Regions from separate parts of the Mus musculus genome. Here region 2 is linked to region 1. Evidence: chromatin contacts called from public promoter capture Hi-C data. All regions are on one chromosome and are shown on one strand. Each heading gives the region's core, a stretch centred on a gene start, on an enhancer-like site or on the middle of the called end of the contact. The rest is flanking DNA. Distances are from core to core; before and after follow the strand shown. Region 1 overlaps Ncor2 (nuclear receptor co-repressor 2). Region 2 overlaps Scarb1 (scavenger receptor class B, member 1).

Region 1 (2,541 bases), core at 18-2,517:
CACACATCTGCCGAGCATCGTTCATCCCTCCAGCCCGCCTTTCTGTTGGGTGCTGATGGGGTTCCTGACTGTCCCTGCAGCTCATGGCTGTTCCAGGGAGGGGCTCTGGGGTGGCTAGAGGGTCCCCAGCTCTATTCCTATTCTATACTCCAATCCCAACTGAGGCTATTTTTAAAATTTTGACTCCACGTGGATGGCCCAAGGGGCGGGCAAGGGAAGAAGGCTGTGGTATTGAGTCAAGCTGGAGCTAGGTGCTGGGACAGGGGACAGAAGTCCAGCTGGGGTCTTCTGGTGGGTAGATTCTAGGAAGGGATGTGGAGGAGGAAGGTGACCAAAGATAGGACCCCCCTGCTGTCCCCTTTTCCTCAAGGGGTTAGGGACCTCAGCCTGCCTGATCCCCCTGAACTAGGCTTGCCTCCCCTGCCCCATGTCTCCCCCACAGGAGCCAGAGAAAGGTAGAGAGCTGGGCACAAGGGGTGGGGTGGGGTGGGGGTCACAGCCATGCAGTTATGTGCGTGCAAGGACAGGACAGCACTGGACAGGTGAAGGGTCACTCCAGCCCTGGCTGGCCCGGCCCCATGACAAGGACAGAGTGGTCAAATCAACAAAGTGGCCTTAGAAGATGTTTGCAGACTCCACTGAGCCTCTGCAAAGCCTCTCTGGTTCTCTCTCTCTCTCTCTCTCTCTCTCTCTCTCTCTCTCTCTCTCTCTCTCTCCCTCCCTCCTCCTCCCTTTCCCTCCCTCCTTCCCCCCCCCCCCGAATTGTGCTCTGGGACTTCTGGTAAATGCTGGGGCAGGCAGGCATCCCCTTCTCACTGGATGCTTCCGGAGCCTCCTGAGGGTTGGAGCCTGATTAGTAGGCCTGGAACCCCAGCTATTTCTGAGGCTAGCTTAGTCTACAGAGGGAGTTCAGTGCAGTCCATGCTAGCCTGGGCTGCCGAGGAGACCTGCCCTCAGAGAAGAGGGCTGTGTTGTTGCTCACTACAGGACGGGACACTTGCTGGGTTGAGTGCTTCAATCCCAAGTATCAACAAACTGCTCCAAATCCAGATGGAAAAAAGAACAAAACAGTGGCAAGCTCAATCGAGTCAACCACCCTCCAAACCAAACAAATGAAACAAAACAAAAAACCAAAAAAACCCAAATCACCACCACCAACAAAACCACAAACAATGACGACGTCATCAGCAGGATTCCTAGCCCATGCCACTGGCCAGTCTCTGATGCCCTGTGAACCTCCAGGCTGCCTGAGCCTTGTGAAAGCCACATGGCCAAACATGCTGGCTGGCAAGCCTCTGGTTTGTAAACTAGCCAGGCTTCTGAGGATGGAAGGGACAGTCACTGGGTGACTGCTGGCAGCCTCGGCTTGGGTTTCAGGCAAGCTCGGGCCAGGGCTGGTCATGTTGGTCATGTGCCCACAGTGCTAAGCAAAGGTTACCAAGAAAAAGCTGAACTTCCAACAGGGGTGAATGCACGCGCACGCACGCACGCACGCACGCACACACACACACACACACACACACACACACAATTCAACCTTAAATAAACAAGCCCCACCCCACCACTCCTCTACATCCAGAATAAAGAGGGAGAGAGAGGAGGTAACACAGAAAAGGGGGACAGAGGGGAGTTTCCTGATGGAGCACGGCTCCTGGGCCTTGTCTCCGTGGTGTTGAGCTTGTGACCTGATGGCACTGGGCACAGCCATAACTTTTCTCTCATCTACCTTTGGTGTGGTGTTGAACGTCACTGGCTAGGCCTGGAAACATGTCTTTGAGAACTAACATTTAAGGGGCGATGTTTGAGGATGTCTGTGTGTGTGTGTGAGAGAGACAACTAAGTTAGGTTTTAGCACAAATCACTGTATTACCCTATCTATATGCATATACACCCAGGTGTCTAGAACCTATGTCAAGATTTAGCACACTCTAGAAACACGCATCTCCAACCACATTCCTGTCTCGGTCAGTTTCCTTCTGCTTGAGGCTCAGCAAAGGCCCCAGGCTGTCCCTGCCAGGATCCTACCCCATCCCCTTTACAGGTCCTGTGGTCTTCTGGAAATGTCCCCAAGGGTTAATCTGGCCACCTTATTCCCTAGGCCCAAGGCTCCACACAAATAAGGAAGTAGGGACCCTTGCCTGTTCCTCTGGCCTGGATTAAGTCCCCACAGCTTCCCCTGTGACACAGTCACCGAGCCCATTTGTTCCCACGACAAGCTTCTTTCCCAGGGGGCAACGTGATAATAAGCACGGGAAGCGGATGCTCTAAGCCCCAAGCACCATACTGAAAGCCTGAGACTTCTGCCACAAACTGCACGTGAGTTTGACACTTTTCCCTCACATTACTGCCTGCATCTGATTTAGAAAATGGCCAGAGACTTTAGTGTGAAAGATGCCTGCGGCACCCTGAATCTCTGTACCCCAAGGCCAATCCCTCAGGTCCACACTTGGTGACGTGCCCCAGCCCCAAGCCCCAGCAACTGGCCAAGTGTTTCCGGGGTGTACCTAACACCCACTTGAGGGACCCTGACCTCAAACCTTG
Region 2 (2,541 bases), core at 18-2,517, 300 kb after region 1:
AGGCGCAAGGAATCAAGTTCTTGCCCTCAGCCACACACCAGAGATGACCATCCAGAGAGGAGATGGTCTAAAGATCAAGATCCTTAAGGGGACAGCTCTGCCAGGGGCTGCCACATAAATCCTGCCATCTTGATGCACAGCAAGTTCCTGGACATGGGGATTTGAGTCAAGGTTCACTCATCTGGCCTCACACGGGTACCTCTACCTCAGTGCCTGTGAGCCTCCACTTGCAGAAAATGCCTTGAGTGGACCTCAGTAGATGGGAGCGGATCTGGATCTGGTGAGCTTGCCTGGACCTCACACAGCATGGTACCTGGAGGGTAGACCAGGCTGGCCTTGAACTCAGAAATATGAGCCTCTCAAGTGCTGGGATTAAAGACATGCGACACCACTGCCCGGCTGTTCTTTTTTTTTTTTTCTTTGAGAAAAGTTCTTACTGTGAAGCTCTGAGGGTGACTAAACACGGCAAGTGACTTCGGGGACCAAATTCTGTGTTGATTAACCTTTACTCTTTTACGTACTTAAGCCACAACTTTGAGCTAAGCACGCCCAATGATGTGTCTTGTCCTTTAAAATTATAACCTTGCAGCGGTTAGCTCTGGCAACCTGACACAACGTAGATTCCCCTGGGAAGAGGGTCTCAGTGAAGGACGGCCTGCCTACATTTGGATTGGCCTGTGGGGATTGTCTAAATGATTAGCTTATCTGACCTGAGAAGACCTAGTCCACCATTGGCGGCCCCATTCCCTAGGCAAGGGGTCCTGGGCTGTATGAGTGGAGAAATCAAACTGAGCTCAAGCAAGCAAGCGAGCAAGTATGCTGAATGGGGGATATGTCAGGACTCCTGGGGCCCTAGAGGAAGCTCAGATCTGGTGGCACCTTAATCCACAGATGTGATTTCCAGGCACCCAGCCAGGAGTAATTAGTGGCGTCTGTAGAAACAAATATATCTCCTGAGAAAGCTCCGGAAGACACGGGAAGATGGTGCTGGAATAGGCCCAATTTCCCAGAGACATGCTATTGAATGCACAGCCATTCCCCGCGGCCTTGGCTGATGGGAAACACGGCTGATCCCTCCAGCGCTCTGGAAAGAAGGGGGAGACCCAGAGCCATCTGAGTGCCCAATCCGAGACTGCAAAGTGCAGGAAGTGCGCACGGGTACCGGGGGCCAGGAGAGGGAGGCCAGGGAGGGCAGGGAGGGGCTCTTCTAAACACAAACATGTTTTTTGCAGCAAGGAACAAAGAGCCATGAACCAAAGTTACCTCTGTGCTTGGGACGCTGGGGGACGCGAGTGTCATGTCACCTTTGTCTTCCCAGAGGGTCATTCCCCTCTGGACTGGCTTCAAACTCACTATTAGCAGAGATGACCTTGAACTTCTGATCCTCTTGCTTCCTACCTTCAAGTGCTGAGAGCCGGCTATCAGGACAGACTGGTGATTTTTGTCCTGTAGTTTATTTTCACAGTAGGGGCTGTCTGGGCAAAAGGTACTCTGCCATGCATCTATGTAGGTGGTGATCCTAAGATACTTGACTGTGCCCTGTGTGACCTTAATCGGAAATAGGGTCTGGCCAGATGTCAAGTTAAAAATATCAGATCAGCGCAGTGGCACAGGCCTGTCACTTCAGCACTTGGGAAGCTGAGGCAGGAGGATTGTGAATTTAAAGCCTGCCTGGGCTGCACGGTGAGACTCTTAACTCAAAATAGGAATGAATGTCAAAGTGTTTGGACTTAGGTTGGGTCTCAAAGAAGAGCAGGGGAGCTGGAAAGATGGCTCGATGGATGCAGGCATCGGTGTTCGGTTCCCAGCAGCTACGTGGTGGCTCACACTATCTGTAACTCCAGGTCCAGGGGCTCTGATGTCCTCCGGCCTTCATGGGGACCAAGCACGCATGCTATGCACATAAACTCATGCAGGCATATGCACATACACATAAATAATACTAATAACTCAGTTTTGAAGAGGAAATGGAAAATACAAAGGAGGCCACGTTGAGACAGAGATAGAGACAGAAACAGGAGCATTGATGCCGTCAACTGAGGAACGGTGAACACCTCCAGGAATGGAGAGAGCCAAGAGCCCTCAAGACACTAGAAGCGCCCAGCCTAGCCATGAAGTTCCCACGGCTTAAGGACACAAGTTTAGACCTAGGTGACTAACACAGGCCTCTCTAGGAGGCTGGGGCACCACCACTGAAAGAAACACACCCTGATTTCAGCTCTGGTGATGGGACAGACTCGTCCTTGGCCTCTAGCCCTTGGCGGGACGTTTCTGCTGGCCTCTATCAAACTGTCATCCCAGGCAAGATGCAGACACTCCTGAGCCCCATGACCTTCATCACAGATTCCTTTTTGGGGGCCAGTGTCTCTCTAGCCCAGATTGGCTTCCTACTCCCTAGAGTAGCCAAGCAGAATCTGAGATGACAGATAGGGACCATCATATAAAGTTCATGGGGTCCTGGGGGCTGCCCCCGGGGCCTCGTGTGTGCCAGGCAAGCAGCTACAAAGTGAGCCACATGCTCAGCGCAACACAAATGCTCTG

The links. Capture Hi-C pulls out chosen DNA fragments and counts their contacts.
Region 2: a contact with region 1 is called in a promoter capture Hi-C map of adipose tissue. The contact joins two enhancer-like sites. A contact is called at or near these places in 1 of 115 datasets of contacts at active chromatin or transcription factors (large pre-B cells) and 3 of 9 other capture datasets (adipose tissue, liver and pancreatic islet).

The regions. Positions count from the first base shown.
Region 1 is chr5:125,020,179-125,022,719 of GRCm38.p6, forward strand. All of the region lies in intron 44 of Ncor2 (nuclear receptor co-repressor 2), which reads right to left. Among named protein-coding and RNA genes, the nearest start is that of Rflna, 18 kb to the left of the region's middle. Within about 2 kb of position 1,268, at least 44 of the 459 cell types and tissues checked have an H3K27ac peak or open chromatin away from gene starts, as enhancers often do. A contact at or near this core is called in adipose tissue, where this site is marked.
Region 2 is chr5:125,318,259-125,320,799 of GRCm38.p6, forward strand. The region is part of intron 1 of Scarb1 (scavenger receptor class B, member 1); the gene reads right to left. Among named protein-coding and RNA genes, the nearest start is that of Gm32701, 16 kb to the left of the region's middle. Within about 2 kb of position 1,268, at least 14 of the 459 cell types and tissues checked have an H3K27ac peak or open chromatin away from gene starts, as enhancers often do. A contact at or near this core is called in adipose tissue, where this site is marked.